Regions from separate parts of the Mus musculus genome. Here regions 2, 3, 4, 5 and 6 are each linked to region 1. The links are chromatin contacts, called in public HiChIP or PLAC-seq and promoter capture Hi-C maps. All regions are on one chromosome and are shown on one strand. The core of a region is the stretch at or near the end of the contact, and the rest is flanking DNA. Distances in the headings are between cores, read along the strand shown. Region 1 holds the start of Hnrnpm (heterogeneous nuclear ribonucleoprotein M). Region 2 holds the start of Wiz (widely-interspaced zinc finger motifs). Region 3 holds the start of Cyp4f17 (cytochrome P450, family 4, subfamily f, polypeptide 17). Region 4 holds the start of Cyp4f16 (cytochrome P450, family 4, subfamily f, polypeptide 16). Region 5 holds the start of Brd4 (bromodomain containing 4). Region 6 holds the start of Akap8 (A kinase (PRKA) anchor protein 8).

Region 1 (2,700 bases), core at 32-2,531:
AGGAGGGAGGGAGGGGAAAGAAGGGGAAAAGAGGAGTCGGAAAAGGGTGGGAGGGAGGTTTCTGTTATACATCTCTTCTAATGCTTTGAATTACATGGAGAGTTTTAGTTTGATATTAACCTGTCAAGAATTCTGCATGCAGGGTTGGCTCTGTCTTAGTGGGTAAAGATGTTTGCTGCCAAGTTTGACAACCTAAATTTGATTACTGGAAAGAGAAAATCAATTCCCACATGCCAGCCATGGCATGCTCAAAGCCTGTATTCAATCATTCCCCCTCCATCCCCCCCCCAATAAAAATAATTCCTGCCAACATAATTTTTATATTTTTTCTCCATTTAAGGAAAGCTGATCTCTCCTTGACATGCCACGGACATTGTCAAAGCAGTTGTGGTTACTTGCACAAGATAGAACCTCATCATGTTGGGGTGGGGGAGCCTTGGGAGGCTTCACCCTTCCCTGAAGATCTATTGGTAGTAGATGCTGGAGGAAAGAGGTGTCATTTTCCTCAGTGTTGTAGCCACCTATTTAGTTGCCCCAATAAATCAACCCCTAATCTATGCTCTTGCAAGCAAACCCAACTCAGTAGGTCATAAAACAAAGACAAGGAGGTACATGGAGGAACTTGTTGGAAAGAAGGTACAGTGGAAATGCGGGAAATAAAAGGGCAATGGTAGGTGAATATGATAAAAGAACAGTATAGGGTCAGGGATTGAAGTTGATAGACTGCTAGCATGTTCAAATCACTGGGTTCAATTCCTAGCACTGATTAGCCTGGTTCCTCTGGCCTATCATTCTAGCACTCAAGAGGTGTAGGCGGCAGCTCAGACATTCAAGGCCAGTATTGGCTAGAAACTGTCTCAACAACAACAGCAAAACCCCAAGCAAGCGCAAAATACATGATATACATATATGAAGTTGCTGAAAAAAGAAAAAGAAAGAAAAGGCCAGGCGTGGTGGTGCTTGCCTTTATTTCCTGCACTTGGTAGGTAGGGAGAGGCTGGAGGGCTACATAGTGAGACCCTGCCTCAAAAAAGAAAGCTAATGAGTAAAACAAAACGGAAAAATATAAAGTAAGCTGGACCGACTAGGTCCGTATGTGCGCTCGTATTGTAAGTTCGAATGAGCGACACATATCTCTCCCCCTGTCCCACAACCCAACTGTATCTGCGGACATCGGGAAGTGAGGCCTGCCACTGGAGGAGGCGTGGCCTGACGTCCAGGGGGCGTGACCCGAGGCGAGCAGGAAGCGGGAGCCGGTCGCCGCACAAGGAGGCGTTACTGGTCGTTCGGGGTCACGTGAGCGCGCAGGCGCAGCTCGACAGAGCCCGCTCCCTCACACAAAGCCCAGACGCGGAGAAAATGGCGGCAGGGGTCGAAGCGGCAGCCGAAGTGGCGGCGACAGAACCCAAAATGGAGGAAGAGAGCGGCGCGCCCTGCGTGCCGAGCGGCAACGGAGCTCCGGGCCCGAAGGGGTGAGTAGTCTAACAGCAATTGATCCTTCTCTAACTCCAGCCAGGTTACTTCGCAGCTCCGTTAGGTCTGTGGGCCGCTTTCTCTTCTCCCACGGCGGCGCGGCGTCTGCGCAGGCCTTTTCCCTGCCGAGAGTTGGGGGCGGCCAAGGCTGTGACGACGACGAAGCCAGGAGAGCCTAATGGATCGCCCCCTGCCGACAGCGCTTGCCTCCGCTGCCTCAGCCTCCTGGCTGTCTGAGCGCGTCGTCGAGGCCTCAGGCCTGTGGCCTGGTATTTTATTCTCAGAGCAGTGATGGCGCGCGGGCTGCGGGAGATCAGGGCCCGCAGCACCTCTCACTGGGGTCTCGAGGGTTGAACCATTAAGACTGTGTAGTTTCAACCCTTCAGCATACAATCCATAGTAGTGGAAGTATTCTGTCTCAGTTTCTCAGATCTGAGAAGTTAGGGGCGGGAGGCTTGCGCGTGCGAGGTGTCACGTGTACGGTCGGCGGCGCGACCCGGAAGGTGTCGACATGACTCTTGTTGCGGGGTTCCGAGACACCGGTGTTACCCTCATTCTGCAAGAAGTGCTTCTTCCATTAGAATGGCCCCGGACCCGGGCTCCTGGGCTGGAGTTCTTTCCCCTCTTTATAGTCCTACTTCCTAAAGTGCAGTTGGTACCAATGGGAGAAATGGTCTTTGCTTGCTCAGTGTTCATCCTTAGCAACAGACCTAAAGTGTTCGGGTAGAGGCACCACTTCGGGGTTTCAGAAATTAAAATAGACAGACGTCATCATCCCTTTTTTGGAATCCTGCTTGGAGATCTGTCTAGGGACCTTGATTCGTTATTATAAGTGTCCTAGCATGGCCTGAGGAGTCCCAGCCTTTTGGGAGGAGTGGGAAGCTGCAGGATCCAGAGTGCAAAGTGTGGCCAGACTATATAGAGTGAGTTCAGTCTAGGTTGCCATTTAGTCATTGGGAAATTGAGCTAGACCCTAACTCTCAAAAAGAGGGATGAAAACATAGCAATAACCTGGCACTCCAAAGTCCCTAGATTCGATTCCTAATATCAGACCACAGGGTGGTCTTTCTGAGCCCTAAAAAGTTTTCTTCAAGGAGGAAACCATAAGATTCTGCTCCTGTGAAACTCTCCTCATACTGATATACTAATATATCAGCTTGAGGAGGTCTGGAGAAACATTTTGGTTCTAAAATCAGCAGCCCATGTCTCTGAATTTTTGTTTTCCAT
Region 2 (2,959 bases), core at 95-2,594, 1.3 Mb after region 1:
GGGGGAGGGGCGGGGCCTGCAGGGGCGGGGCCTGCAGGGGGCGGGGCTGTACAGGTGGGGGGAGGATCGGGGGTCTCGAGGCAGGTGTCTCCCCCCCCACCTCAGCTCGTCCCGCGGGGTCTCCCGCCCCGAGGTGCACGGGCGAAGGGCGCATCCTGGGGACCCTGGCTTCCCCGCAGGGTGCGTCCGCGCAGCGCCGCCCCTACCTCTGCGACCCCTGCGGGAGGTGGGGTAGGGAACGACCATCTGGACTGGAGCCCCCTCCCCAAGCTGCCAAAGTGCTCCGAAGTTGCGGTCCTGCCCGATCCCCGCCAGCAGTGCCTACCCGAGTGGGCACCCGCAGGTGCTTTCTCCAGGCCTGGGCAGGGACCCCTCCAGCCAAGACTGTCAACCCACCCTGTGTAGGGCCCCCCGGGAGCGCCCAGGCCCTCGAGGGCAACGCCTGCTACCAGGCCTGGAGCCCCGGCCCCGCCCCGGTTGCCTGGGCCGGGCCTCACCACCATCTCCCTGGGGAGAGCGCCTCATTCCTGCCCTTCACTTTCTGCTCTACCTTGAAGGTATTTATAGGTGGAGAGGACAATCGCCCTCCTCCCCCCCAGGGTCCTTATTTCTGAAACAGGAGCCCCATCGGTCCTTTTCATCCTCGGGCCAGAACAACCAATATCGGTGGAGGATGCAAGCAATACTATTGGAAGGTGGCAGGGTGGAGGAGCCCAGGCTTGGTATGCATGAGAGATCATGCTAAGAGAAGGGAAAGGGTTAATGGTGGGGTCACTTGAGCGTGTGGAGAGGCTAAGGGGTTAATAACCCTACATTCCTGGGTAGGGAGAAGGATGTGAATGTTGGAAAAGTGTAGGGGTAATTGATACGGGGCAACAGAAGTGAGTAAAGTATAAGGGCAAAGATGGGGGCCCTCGAGACCCTGCACTGGGGAGAGAGCGGGGACCCTGGAAACTGGAGGCATGGCTGTAGGTTATGCAGTCACAGGAAAGCAGCTGGACACGGTGAAGCTGTGAGTGAGCCATGGGAGGAATAGGTGGAGGTGGAAGGAGTGATGAGGGAGGGCTGAGGTGACTGAATGTGCGTGTGTAACTGTGGTGAATGGAGGCTGTGAAGAAGCTGGGGAAAGAGAACGCTTTAGTGTACTGAGACTCGCTCCCAGTAGAGGTGATTGGATTATAATAGGAGTGAATGGAACCTCAACACCACTTAACCCCTCACTTCAACTAAGAGACAAACTGAGGCCATAGGCTTTGAAGGAGAGGACTAGGGTTCTGAGAGAGGGGAGAACAAACAGAATTCTCTTCTTACTCTCTTAAGGTCTTCCTTGTCTTTGTCTCCAGGCCCACAATGTCCTGCTGAACCTGCCAGGTACTGAGTGAAGATTCACGGCTGGCACCCATGGAGGGGTTACTGGCAGGTGGCCTGGCTGCCCCGGATCATCCTCGAGGCCCCGCTCCAAGAGAGGACATCGAGAGTGGGGCTGAGGCTGCTGAGGGGGAAGGTGATATCTTTCCATCTTCTCATTACCTGCCAATCACCAAAGAAGGCCCTCGAGACATTCTGGATGGCAGAAGTGGCATTTCTGGTAAGAGGGCTCTGTGGCCCTAAAGAAGCTTCCCACTTGGTCCCCCAGGCCCAGAGAGAGTCAGGTCACCCCACCCAGCAGGGGCTGAGTTGCAATTGGAATTCTGTTCGATGCACATAGCCTCCTTTAGTGCTCCACGTACCGCTTTTCAGTTTGCCCTTATGAAAACAGATGTCTTGGGAGCCCATGACTGGATGTAAGAAACTGGGATTCATACTTGTAGTGTCCTGGCTTTCCTCTCTAAGCTGGACACCAGCTGTATCCAAATCCCATGTCAGTACCCTGAGCTCTTTGCCCAAAGCCCACTTGTTCCTTCTTGCAGTCTTGATGGAGTGGAGCTCCTGAGCGAGTGCCCTCTAGTGGTAAGGTAAAGTCTGGGGAGATTCGAGTTGCCTCTTTCCATCTTGATTTACCCCATACAAGGCTAGCTCACACTGTCCCCACCTCACAATTTGTTGTTCGTTTATTAAACACTGAGCACCTGCTGTGCCACTTTCTGTTCTGGGTGCTGGGGAAATAATCATAAAGAGACAAAAGTCCCTGTCCTCCAGGGGTTGGCATTCCAGAAGGGAAGGTGGACAAGGAACGACTGAGCAGATGTCATAAGGGCAGGTTATGCAGGCTATGCAGATATTAAACTGAGTGCCAGGACCATGGCTGGGCGCTCCAGGAAAAGCCACCTGACACAGTGGTGTTTGAGGCACAGCACAGAATGAGTGGTGGGACGTGCCCAGCAGGTGGCGGGACAGCATGGGCAAAGGCCCTGCAGAGGGGAGGAGCCTGGTATGTTTAAGGACTTAACAGGAATCTGGTGTGGCTGGTCCCCCAAAACTTGGCCTTCTAATAAATTCCGAGCACCTCTTCTGTGGTTCCTACATGCCAAGTTCTTTGTCTTCTCAATTCACATCATACTTAGAACCTTTGTCGGAAGAGCCTCCGTTATTTAGTATCTCATGTTAGGAATGGGAAATTCAAAACCCTGAGGGGTGAAGTCAGTAGTGTGGCCTTACACCCCTCTTCCTTCTTTGTTTTATTCTGTTCTTTATAGAACTGGGGATTGCACGTAGGCCCTTGCACATACTCTGCAAAAGCTGTTCCATTGAGTTCTGCCCCAGCCCTCCTCTTTAGTTTTTTGGGTTTTTTGTTTTTTGGTTTGTTTGGTTTTTTTGTTTGTTTGTTTGGTTGGTTGGTTGGTTTTTTTTTTTTTTTTTTTTTTTTTTTTTTTTTTTTTTTTTTGAGACAGGGTTTCTGTGTAGTCCTGGCTGTCCTGGAACTCACTTTGTAGACCAGGCTGGCCTCGAACTCAGAAATCCGCCTGCCTCTGCCTCACGAGTGCTGGGACTAAAGGCGTGAACTACCATGCCCGGCCCT
Region 3 (2,800 bases), core at 167-2,666, 1.2 Mb after region 1:
CTCACAGCCACCTATAACTCCAGTTCTGGGAGATCCAATGCCTTCTTCTGAACTCTTTGAGCAATAGGCACACACATGGTACACAAGCACCAATGTTGGCAAGATACATACATATAAAATATATATATAATATATAATATATATATATTATATATTTTATATATTATATAATATATAATAAATATATAAAAATATATTATATGTTTTATATATTATATACAATATATAATAAATCTCATTTAAAAAAAGAAAGAAGAAGAAGGAAGGAAGAAAGGAAAGAAAGAAAGAGAGAGAGAGAGAGAGAGAGAGAGAAAGAATTTTAAAAATTGGAGAGGAGGGATGTCAACTTCTGCCATTCAGCATCGCTGTCCCTCAAGAGACTCTGGCCAGCAGAGATGGGCTAAGAAAGGAGCATACCCAATTTATTCCACTAGAAAGGCTCAACTCCAACAACGTTAAGTGAAATAGCACATTGAGGGGGAGAGCTCTGCTCCCTCAACCTATCCTGGGGTGGGGTGGGGTGGGGGGCACTAACAACACAGAACAGGACTGAACAAGCAACAGAAAGAGATCTTAAAACATGAGTTCTTATCAGAATGTGATCCGAAGTTAGCTGGGAACGAGAAAGGGCAAAAAAGAAAAAAGCCTCAAAACGTGGTGTAGACAGAGGCCAGGAGTAGATATGCCGGGTATGTGACTAGATAGAGACTCACTCAGCCTCCCTCCCTCACCTCTCCACCCTCTCACGACTCCCAGGTTCCTAAGAGCCTTTCCTGACACACCAGACCTACCTGCTGCCACACTCACCATGCTCATGTGACCCCAAAACCAGTGCCGCGAAGGGGGCTCGGGGAAGCAGCGGAGACGGCAGTAGTTGTCATAGAAGGCACAAATCCAGGTCAGAATTCGAGCCAGGAACAAGGAGGCCCCAACCAACTGCAGAAGTTGCCATGGGAAGGCAGCTCCAGGCCCCAGTCCCAGCCAGGACAGGCCCAGCTGTAGCATCCTGCAAGAAAGATAGGCCAGAAGTGAGATCCTGAGGCCCAGGAGACAGAGGTGGCCCTCCATGGTCACTGGACAGAGATGGTGACTTAGAGGACTAGAACACAGGAAGGAAAAGGGACACCCAGGGCTACGGAGAGACAGAGAATCAGGCAGGAGAGAGGCAGATAGGATCTGTTTATAGTCTGCGTTGGCCTAGACTGAAGCACAGGTATGTAGCGTAGTAACTGGGAAATCAGGCCTGCCTGCAGAGCCACCCCAGCTGTAACAGAGCTTCCACTGTTCAGTAGGGGCCTTCCGTGTGTCCCAAGTCCGGCACCTTTTCTCAGGAGTAATGCGTCCCAGAAACGTCCGCTCTTCCCTGGAAATGTTTTTGATCCTGGCTACCGGCTGAGCAGGACGATGAGCTGGACTGAGCCAATCCCTCGGTGGCCCAGAGCCCTCCTCCCAGCCTGGGTAGAATATCAAAATGCGGGGGGCGGGGGCGGGGGCGGGGCGGGGGCGGGGCCAACCCGAAGCAATTGGAGCCAATCCAGGGTCACATGTCCAGGCAAGCAGGGTCCTCAGGATTCAACACCTTCCATCTGAACCAAGACAAAGGTGTCTAGAGACCCAAAGTTTACAATCTGTCCCGTTCTCACTAGGCTCCGCAGGTCCTCTGAGGACCTGCAGGCTAGAGGGCAGCAGGCAGTGTTTTCCAGTTCGGACTGAAAGGATCCGAGCCTCTGCCTACCAGCTGCACAACCTGGCAGAATTCTCCCTCCAAGTAATCCAGGTTCCGAGTGGAGACAAGACTTCCAGAAACAAAGAATCCGGCCGTGCTGGAACGGACTAAAAGAGATTCTGAAGATTAAAACTCCCAGCTGAGGGACCAGAGTTCAGTTAGGAAGTAGGTGGGAGGGGTCAAGCTGAGCCGCCAGTCGTGGGGAAATCCAGGCAGGCGAGAAGAGAGAGGGGGTTGTGGGCTCCGGGTCAGCAGCACCACGTTGAGAGCTCCAAGAGAAAAACACCATTCACAATACAAAGGCAGGCCCATCTGAATAACACTATTATTCATTCAACTGAAAGGGTAAAAGCCCAAGGATGCGCAAGTGACGGACTTCAAGCCGTAAAAGATATCTATAACTGCCAACCCAGACTGCTGCATCCAGAAAAGCTGTCTGTCATAAAGAAGGACATTTTTTTTAACTATCAGCGGTAAAAATAGAACAAAGGCATTTATGAGCACTGAGCCAGCTCTACAGAAGATGCTTGATAGAATCCTTCAGGCTGAAGAGGGGGAAATCAGGCCACAAAGTCCAGGAAATAAATAAATAAATAAATAAAACACACTAGAATATTATTAAAGCAAGAGAGGAAGAAGGAGGAAAACAAAATCAACAAAATTGCAGGAATCAACAAACACCTTTCAATAACTCGGGTGTTCTCAGTCTCAACTGCACCCCAGATAAAGGCACAAGCATGGATCTGCTGCTTCTAAGAAATATCTCACTACAAGAGGCAGATAAGATTCTAGCTCAGGGTGAAAGGACGCTAAGCTATCTCAGGGGACAGGAAGATGGCTCAGTGTGAATGCACCTGCAGCCAAGACTAACAGCTTCACTCTGCTCCATAGAACTGACCAGCATGATGAAAGGAGAGAATTGACTCCTGCAAACTGTCCTCTGGCCTCCACACCCATGGCATGACAGGCACGTGTGCCCACACACACACACACACACACACACACACACACACACACAAATAAATAAAATGTTAGTTCACAGACTTTTAAGGGTATGCCAAGGAAATGGACCTA
Region 4 (2,961 bases), core at 436-2,935, 1.1 Mb after region 1:
AAATGCTTAAAGGAAAAATGAATTGTCAAGAACCTCACACTTGAAATCTTGATAGGAATTTGAACTCATGGGGAGATGAAAGGGAACTGTAAGGAAGCTGATAGGTTAGTATGCATAAAGGATGGTGATGCTGAGAAGACATTGGATAACAATGGTTACATGAGAATGTTGGTAGGAAAGAGGATTCTGTTGAGAGAAGCAGTACTTGAATGTATGGCATTGGTGATGATATCTCTATTATGAGTGATCTAATCCCAAGATGTGGTTCTGCAACATGGAGCAGCATGGAGCAAGGGGACCTGGTGACCAGGGAAGGGTACTGAGTAGGAAGTGTAGTCATTATGATGAGACCAGAGAGAAAATGGTCATGCTGTGATGTGCCTTTGGAATAAAGTCATTGCTTAGCATGCACAAACCCTAAGCACTTCAGATAATCACTACCAATGTTAAAAAGTGTTCATCCTTGACCTACATTGCATAATGGAGCCCACTAATGCATCTTCAGGACAGAGGGCAAAATGAGGAAGGACAGTGGCCAAGAAGTGGAAGGGAAAAAAACTACAATCTCTCTTCTGCACCCAAACAGTAGGTGGAGGTAAGAAATCGCAGCTGAATCCTACAGGGCAAATAGCAACCCAGAGAGATACAGTCACTGATCTGAAACCAAGAGAGATGAGCCAGGCAGGAGGCAAGACCTTGGACATACTGAAGGAAGATCTCAAATCCAGCAGTGAAACAGAATATACCAGGGATGCCACTACTCTGTGCTATTCGCCATGGGATCCACTGACTATGACACATATCCAGGAACTTGAGGAATCCTCAGTCCTGCTGAGAGTATGGCCCACAGTAGGCTGGTGCCAGGTAAGAGAGAAAGGCTGATGAGCACAACTTGGAAAGAAAGATAAATGAATGTGGGGTTGTGATGAGAATAGGGGCCCAAATAACTTTCTTTGCTTCTCCCTGCTACAGGCTCCAGACCTTTCCTGATGCCTAGGGAACACATACACCCCGGTACCCCCAGCCTATCTGCCGCCATACTCACCATGCCCAAGTGACCTGAAAACCAGTTTTTTTTAGGAGGCTGAGGGAAACAACTGAGGCGGGAGCAGTTCTCATAGAATGAGTAAGTCCAGGCAAGGATTCTGGCCAAAATCCAGGAAGCCACTCCAAGCAGCAGAAGATGCCATGACGAGGTCACCACAGAGCCCAGGTCCAGCCCAGACACACTTAGCCGCAGCATCCTGCTGAGCAGACAGACACAGGAGGAGATTCTGAGGTTTGGAAGAGGAACCTGGAAAACTTCAGAATTTTGAGCATGGGCAGAAACTGGAGAGTAGAGCAGGGAGTAGAGCAGGGAAGGGGATGGAGATACAGGAAGAGACAGAATGAGAGAGAGAGAAGGAGGCAGGGAACACACAGACAAGAGCTGTTGAAGTCTGGGATGGCTCTGCCTGAAGCACAAACGGTTATCCAGGAACCCAGGCTCACTTGTGCCAATTGTCTCCATGGAGCCACCCCAACACTGATAAACTCATCCTGATCAGAGTCAGGACCCTGTCTTGCCTCAGAGCCCAAGTCGGTACCTTATCTCAGGAGCTGCTGGTCCTCTAAGACCTTCTCCCCAGTCCTGTGAAAAGCATTTATCCCCTGCTTCCTAACTTCAGGAAGCTGTGTGGGAGGCTGGGTTAGGCTGGACTGAACCAATCAAATCCCTCCCAGGCTCAGCCACTTCCTCCCTGCCTGGGCATCAGGCCAAAACAAGTTGGGCGGGGCCAGACTGGAGTGGAGGGGAAAGACTCAGGGCAACACACACAGGCAGGTTGCATTTAGGATGCAGCACCTCTGAGTCAAGGGCAAAGGTGACTCTGGGCCCTTCCAAGGGCAACAGTCTGCTGATAAAAGCGTGAAGGAGGAAGTACAGGTGCCAGGATGGTGTTCAGGATGTTCCCTGAGCATCTCCCAGGGATCTCTGCACATCTCACTGGTGGGAGTGCAGCATGCAGAATTCCTCACTGCAGAACTGCAGAACTGCAGACCTGTCTCTGGAATGCCTCTGCTCACCGACTACAGTCTTGCAGCATTCAGTCCTCTCCCTTAGCAGCCCAGCCCCTGGATAGAAACAATTCCAAACTAGACCAGAGAATCCAGCCATGGTCAGACTGAAGAGATAGATGTCCTGGCTGGGAAAATACACCTGGCAACTAAAGGGTCAGAGTTCAGCGGGTTTGTGAGGATGAAAGGAGTCAGACTGAAGTGCTATGAGCACAGGGGTACAGGCAAGAATGAACAAGCCTGCAATGGCTTGTCTTCCCAGGATCAAATGGCGACTTGACCTTAACAGGAGTGTATGCTGTTCAGAAACCCTAGATCGGCAAGTCATGGACTTAGCAATCACTGAACCCTCCCATGGCCATGCTCCCCATTATTAGACAAGTAAAAGGAGCCAACATCACACCAAAGCGCGGACATAAAGAACAATGGGTGGACCAGCTCAAAGGTTGGCAGATAAAAGCAATCTCAAAGTCCTGAAACAGAGTTAAGGGTACTTGATTGGTGGTTGATAGAGCAAGATAAGGGCAGAGGTCAGTGGAGAAGTCCAGACTCGCCAACTCAGGGCTCCCCAAACAAGAAATGAGGGACTATGGAGGCTAGGGGTCCCTAATAGATCAAAATTAAGCAACCTCAAGACTTCCTCCCCAGGGGATTTTTCACAAGGTGTTGTTTCCCTTTCCTCTAGTAAATTTTTCAACTTCACAGGTACTTTTTAAGCATAGGCAAAGTCTACAATTTCACAACTACTTATGACACTGAATTCTAGGGTAATGAACGTCTAAAGGAAACACACAACATTTCTAAAAGAGTCCACACTGGAGAAGACACAAGGAAAGACTGTATGGAACAGAGCAGTATAAGGCCCCCACTTGTCACAGTTGAAGCCATAGCTGTTTCGCTTGACTT
Region 5 (2,784 bases), core at 110-2,609, 1.4 Mb after region 1:
ACTTGGAAGGCTGAGACAAGAAGGGTAAGAATTCTTAAGATCCTGCTCTGAAAAAAAAAATCCCCGCTGGCTCATTCTCTTATTTCATGATACATGAAATATTTTCCTTAAGTTGATTCCATAAATTGAGTGTAGTGAATATAGTGAAACGTGTCTGTATTTTCAGCAATTGTCAGTTCCCACTGACACACAACTAGCCATAGTCCTCTGGCCTTAATGTTCCTCTATCACCTGTCTGAGGGCTCTCTTCACCATCTGCTCTTTTGAGTCTGTCATCGGATTATTTAAATTTTTGGATTAAAAATCTTTTCTTGGGGTTGGAGATTTAGCTCAGTGGTAGAGCGCTTGCCTAGCAAGCGCAAGGCCCTGGGTTCGGTCCTCAGCTCTGGGGGAAAAAAAAAAATCTTTTCTTGTCGTTCTTGCATGTGAAGATCCCCACTCATCTGCAAGGTTCCTTCCCTGAGTCTGCGTGTCGGCTTCCTCCGAAAAGCTGTTTCCTTATGGATGGCCCTGAAGACTCTTCTTGTCTTCTCTTGATCTTCCCTCTTCTGTGTATCCCTCTGGGGTACACAGTCCTCAGAGACCCTCGATCGTGTTCCAAGGACTCCCGCCCTCCTCCCCCCAGTCGGGGGAGCCAGTCTCCTGTCCTCACCTCTACAACCGCCGCCGGCACTAACGAAGCTCTCCGGACCTGGGAGGACCAGCGGGACGCGCACGCCGGGCGGCGGCGATGACACGGGGCCGCGCGCGCAGCGTGCGTGGTGACATCAGTGCGCTGGCGGCGGCGGCAGGGCTGTTTGTTCTGCTCTCCCGCAGCCGAGGAACCGAAGCAGTGGCGGCGGCTGCGGCGGAGGCTGCCAGCAGTGCCCGCGGGCGAGCGGGGCCTGTGAGCGCAGCGGCGCGGCGGGCGCGGCGGACGGGCCCCGGCTTGGCGTCCCGGACAGCGTGCGGCGGCGTGCGGCCTAGCGTCTCAGGTGAGGGGACCGGTGTCCTTCGCGGCCGCGAGGCGGGCTGCCGGGGCCCCACGGCGCGGCCCGCGTAACCTGCATTGCGTAATGGGGCTGGTGCGCCACCACCTACGCCATCGGCGCGGGGGTGGGGAGGCCGCAGTTTCGTGGGCCCGGAGCCTGGTGCTTCTCGCGCCCTGCCGGGGCAGCCCGCGCCGTTGGGGCGGCGGCGGCCGAGTGGGCTCGCGGACTTTGTACCGGGGCAGTTGCGCCCGCCGCTGTCCCCCTTGGCGCGGGCGGCGGCAGGGAACGGGACCGGGACCGGGACCGGGGGCGCGGGCGCGCTGGGCGGCCGGGGGCGGGCGGGGGGCGGGCCAAGCTCCCGGCACTTCCTGCCGCCGCCATTTTGTCAAGTGAGGAGGAGGAGGAGGAGGAGGAGGAGGAAGCGACTGCCTCTGGATCTGCGGTGCGCGCCGGGCCGCGTAAGTCCGGGCCGGGGATGCTGACCGCGGGTACCGCCCGCTCTCTCTGGTTGCAGTTCCCCCTTGGGGCGGGTCGCTCTTGCGCGTCGTGCCCCGGCGCGCTCTCCTTCCGTCAGCTGGGTACTCCTGCCAGTGCTGGGATAGCGAGTTCCCGCTTCATAGTCTCACCTTTCCGGCTGTCCCCGGAGCTCTGCCTAGAAAGAGGTAGAAGATTTTGTTCACAGGGAGAGAGCTTCCATTGCACGCCTGCTCCAGGCTGGACCCAGGGGACAGGAAGGGTGACGAAGGACCAGGAGTCCCTCTCGACCCACCCACTCCCAACCTGGAAGCCTACTCTTTGGGTGCTTTGTTTTGATGGGTCTCTGCTTGCTGCCGTCCCTTGCAATGGCTTCTTACTTGCAGGAGTGTGTCGGTTTAGGGTGGGGATGTTGGAGAGTTGTGATTCAGCAAAATGACCCCCCCCCCCCTTACACACAAACACGGAAATAGCACTTAAACAAGAAGCCCCCAAGGCCGAGCTGGGTTGGAGATGGGAAATCCCACGTTAGTGTAGTGGACAGTGTGAATACTTTTGCTCAGGCCGGTGGGTGAGTCATGTGCCTCTGCTGATTGGCTGACCTCCCTGTTACTCAAGACAAGGGTTTTTTTGTTTGTTTTTTTAAAAGTGTTTTTAGCCTGCTTGTTTACTTGTTTATGCTTTTCGAAATCTGGTGAGATTATCTCCTGTGTGTGTATATATGTTGGATGCCAGTTGCAGCAGCCCTCTTGAGAATGTCTTTACTTATCATCAAAGGTGATATTAATAGCCCCTGGTTACTAAAATCCAACTCTCAGTGTACTTCTAAGCCAATGTGCTCTTCAGTGCTATAATAAAAAATTGGAAAATTTTTATGAATGGAGATGTCAACTTCCCTTGGAATTGGTAGAGCTTGGGTGTTGTAAAGAATGTCACCCACAGGGCTAGACAGATGGCTCAGCGGTTAAGAGCACTGATTGCTCTTCCAAAGGTCCTGAGTTCAAATCCCAGCAACCACATGGTGGCTCATAACCATCTGTAATGAGATCTGATGCCCTCTTCTGGGGTTTATGAAGACAGCTATAAATTAAAAAAAAAAAAAAGAAAAAAAAAGAATGTCACCCACAAAAATGCAAAGGAATTATGAATGTGTTTTCAATTTCAAGAAGTCTTCAGCTAGCCGGGCGTGGTGTCGAACGCCTTTAATCCCAGCACTCGGGAGGCAGAGGCAGGTGGATTTCTTAGTTCGAGGCAAGCCTAGTCTACAAAGTGAGTTCCAGGACTGCCAGGGTATACAGACAAACCCTGTTTAGAAGTCTTCAGCTGGGGCTCAGTTTTA
Region 6 (2,700 bases), core at 70-2,569, 1.4 Mb after region 1:
CCCCCTTTTTACGTTTTATTTTTTTATTTTTTATTTTCTTGTATGTTTTGCCTGCACATATGCTCACTATTCACATGCCTGGTGCCTGTGGTAACCAGAAGAGGGCTTCATATTCCTGGGAACTAGATTAGAGATTGTTGTCAGCCACCTTGTAGGTGGCAGAAAATGAACCTGAGTCTTTGAAATACTAACAAGTCCTTTACGCTGAGCCATCTCTCTAGCTCCCAGCCGTCTTTTATTTTCTGAGACATAGTCAAACCATGTAAACCGTTAAACTCTGTAGTCCAGGTAGGCCTTCCACTTTAATGTCCTGGAGTTACATGGCCTGTGCCACTAAGTCCAGTACTTACTATAGTTTCTATGTAAGCAGATCAGGTTTCAAACAGCAAATAAGGTGTGGGTGATCAGATCGAATCCTAGTTCCTTGCATGCCTGTCCAGACTGACTGGAATTACGCCCAAGGTCACTTACAGACACTAGGACTAGTTATTGGTGAATCTGAACCTCAGCTGGGTTTGTTGGATTCCTAGAGCAGCCTCACCAGCCCTGTCTGCCCTGCCCATAGCTTATGATGGAGCAGTCCAAGAAGTCCTCGCTTATGGTGGCCCGCAGTATTCTCAACAACAAGCTCATTAGCAAGAAGCTGGAGCGATATCTGAAGGTGAGGCAAAGGCGAAAGCACTGTCCTAGTCCTGACCTTTGTGTGAGCCTGGTCCCCATTCTATCCCAGTGATTCCTACCTCCCATTAAAGTCTCTATCCATCTCTACAGGGCGAGAATCCTTTCACTGACAACCCAGAGGAGGAAAAGGAACAAGACGAGGTGGAGGCTGGCGCTCTGGATGAAGGGGCACCAAGCGAAGCGACAGAGCTCACAGAGGGCGTGCCGGCACAGCCCCCCGTGCCCCTGGAGCCCGCCCCAGGGACTACAACACCGCCACCTCCGCCACCACCAGAAGAGGAGGAGAGCCCTGTACCCTTGCTGGGCGGAGCGCTGCAGTGTCAGATCCGCGGGATCCCGGGCCTCGACATGGAAGACGACGAGGAGGGCGGTGGGGGTCCATAACCCTTACCCGGCAGGGCTCCCGTGGCCGAGGCTGGAAGTCCAGCCTAATAAAGTGCTTTCCCATCTGAGGTCTTCGTTTGTGCTGTGGTGAGGGCGGGCCCCTAGAAGTGCGCCTGCGCGCGGGTAAACGCGCTAGAACCGCTCACGCGTGCGCGGACCTGGACGCTCTTGCGCACTAGCTTACCCTTGAGGCACAACTCCCGAGATGCTGTAGATTTGCAACCCGGAAGGCTGGGCGGATCGGCGGGGGCGGGCCCATTTGAGCAACCAATGGTAGCGCCCAGAAAGAGACGTACGCTCTTCGTCTTCCAGTAGCAGACAGCACGTTGAACGCATGCGTTCTGAGCGAATCTAAGACAAGGATCTGCTGGCGGGTCGCGTCGCAGACATGGAGCAAGGCTACGGAGGTTAGTGTGGGCTCTTCTTCACCACGGGAGACCCTGGCGCATGTGGTATTCGGGCTTAGCCTGCAGCCGGAACGCACTTGCCGCAGCCCGGTTCTGTGTGGAGTTGTCCCGGACGCGCGCGCTTCCCTTATTGGGCCTCTGCGCAATCGTTCCCGAAGCGCCGCGCGTGGATTGGCCGGTAGGACTCGGGGCGGGGGGTGCGGATGAGGCGCGAAGGCCGACGCTGTGGCCGGTTTCTGGATGCGTTCTGGACCGCTTTCACTGTGCAAGCCGAGTGGCTCTCATCGCTGCGGGACCCCAGGACCCGAGCGGTCTCAGTCCCGCCTTCTCTTCCGAAGACGCCACAAAATGGCGGCTCCAGGGGCGGGGCTAAAGCGAACGCTGAGGAAGCGGGGGGTGGAGGGGGTTGAGGTCCGGCTGGGTTGCGGCGGCCGTAGCGAGGAGAGAGTCTCAGCTCATCCTCCGCAGGTCGTCCTTGAGAGCTCGTGTCCCCGGGCTCGCTTTTCTGAAGGCTTACGGGCAGCGCGCGATCGGCCCAGCTGTGCACTGCGGCTACACCCGGTGCAGCTTTTTGGGAAAACCTGGCTGGGTCTCTGCAGTGTACGCGGCGTGAGGTGCTCGTGGGAGGTGTGCTGCCTGAGGGGCTGGGATTCTGGACTGTAACATTACGGGGGTCTGCGGAAGCGGGAACGTTGCCTTTCCTAACCTAAATGTCAGCAACTTTTCGTAATTAGGCGTCGGTTCTCGAGCTATCTGCTTTTAATCTCCTGGGAGGCCTTGACTCTGTACGGAGATTTACCCGCAGGAGATAGTTGGAACATGTGGAATGGGGTTGGAAGTGGGCACAGGGAGTGGTTAGTGGCTTCTGGCGGCTAAGGAAGGGATCTTGAGAGGCAGCAGAGTAACAAGATCCCTAGAATTGGACTTGCCAGAGAGGCCTGAGGTGTGATGAACACGTGTGCTTGGGTATCAGCCTAGTGCTCTTTGCCTTTGGGATCCTAGATCTATGTCTTCCATTCTTAGCCTTTCCACCAGATAGATACCTGTCACAACCCTGCTATACTTCTTTGGTCTAGGGAACTTCATGGTGACTCCCACTTTCTACCAGCCAATAATTTTACAGATACAGTTAGGGTATTTGCAGCCTTCCTGGTTTTTTTGTTTTTTTAACTAAGAATTTTTTTAGCCGGGCGTGGTGGCGAATGCCTTTAATCCAAGCACTTGGGAG

What was found. Promoter capture Hi-C pulls out the DNA fragments that hold promoters and counts their contacts. HiChIP or PLAC-seq counts read pairs in DNA pulled down with a chosen protein or histone mark.
Region 2: a FOXA1 HiChIP or PLAC-seq map of pancreatic cancer cells shows a contact between it and region 1. The contact joins the promoter of Wiz here to the promoter of Hnrnpm in region 1. A contact is called at or near these places in 6 of 39 promoter capture datasets (the 3T3-L1 cell line, cranial neural crest, hematopoietic stem and progenitor cells and 3 more) and 4 of 115 datasets of contacts at active chromatin or transcription factors (astrocytes, embryonic limb bud, large pre-B cells and 1 more).
Region 3: a promoter capture Hi-C map of 3T3-L1-derived adipocytes shows a contact between it and region 1, with 2.8 times the contacts expected there. The contact joins the promoter of Cyp4f17 here to the promoter of Hnrnpm in region 1. A contact is called at or near these places in 5 of 39 promoter capture datasets (the 3T3-L1 cell line, 3T3-L1-derived adipocytes, hippocampal neurons and 1 more).
Region 4: a contact with region 1 is called in a promoter capture Hi-C map of hippocampal neurons, with 5 times the contacts expected there. The contact joins the promoter of Cyp4f16 here to the promoter of Hnrnpm in region 1. A contact is called at or near these places in 6 of 39 promoter capture datasets (the 3T3-L1 cell line, cranial neural crest, embryonic stem cells and 3 more), 4 of 115 datasets of contacts at active chromatin or transcription factors (embryonic forebrain, extraembryonic endoderm stem cells, forebrain and 1 more) and 1 of 9 other capture datasets (embryonic stem cells).
Region 5: a promoter capture Hi-C map of hippocampal neurons shows a contact between it and region 1, with 4 times the contacts expected there. The contact joins the promoter of Brd4 here to the promoter of Hnrnpm in region 1. A contact is called at or near these places in 1 of 39 promoter capture datasets (hippocampal neurons) and 3 of 115 datasets of contacts at active chromatin or transcription factors (extraembryonic endoderm stem cells, fetal liver and microglia).
Region 6: a contact with region 1 is called in an H3K27ac HiChIP or PLAC-seq map of thymic regulatory T cells, with 4 times the contacts expected there. The contact joins the promoter of Akap8 here to the promoter of Hnrnpm in region 1. A contact is called at or near these places in 4 of 39 promoter capture datasets (the 3T3-L1 cell line, 3T3-L1-derived adipocytes, hippocampal neurons and 1 more) and 6 of 115 datasets of contacts at active chromatin or transcription factors (differentiating embryonic stem cells, embryonic forebrain, embryonic hindbrain and 3 more).

The regions. Positions count from the first base shown.
Region 1 is chr17:33,684,039-33,686,738 of GRCm38.p6, reverse strand. Hnrnpm (heterogeneous nuclear ribonucleoprotein M) reads left to right here and starts at 1,281. Exons shown (of 16, transcript NM_029804.3): 1 at 1,281-1,472. The coding sequence starts at 1,360. It also overlaps a transcript of Marchf2 not described here.
Region 2 is chr17:32,386,202-32,389,160 of GRCm38.p6, reverse strand. Wiz (widely-interspaced zinc finger motifs) reads left to right here and starts at 1,344. Exons shown (of 11, transcript NM_001372227.1): 1 at 1,344-1,588. The coding sequence starts at 1,402.
Region 3 is chr17:32,505,100-32,507,899 of GRCm38.p6, reverse strand. It overlaps Cyp4f17 (cytochrome P450, family 4, subfamily f, polypeptide 17), which reads right to left and starts at 1,416. Exons shown (of 13, transcript NM_001101445.2): 1 at 1,322-1,416; 2 at 808-1,006. The coding sequence starts at 1,005.
Region 4 is chr17:32,535,281-32,538,241 of GRCm38.p6, reverse strand. It overlaps Cyp4f16 (cytochrome P450, family 4, subfamily f, polypeptide 16), which reads right to left and starts at 1,685. Exons shown (of 13, transcript NM_024442.2): 1 at 1,587-1,685; 2 at 1,046-1,244. The coding sequence starts at 1,243.
Region 5 is chr17:32,282,708-32,285,491 of GRCm38.p6, reverse strand. Brd4 (bromodomain containing 4) reads left to right here and starts at 1,359. Exons shown (of 20, transcript NM_020508.4): 1 at 1,359-1,429.
Region 6 is chr17:32,319,857-32,322,556 of GRCm38.p6, reverse strand. Akap8 (A kinase (PRKA) anchor protein 8) reads left to right here and starts at 1,319. Exons shown (of 14, transcript NM_019774.5): 1 at 1,319-1,472. The coding sequence starts at 1,454. Akap8l (A kinase (PRKA) anchor protein 8-like) reads left to right here. Exons shown (of 14, transcript NM_017476.2): 13 at 566-661; 14 at 772-1,133. The coding sequence ends at 1,065.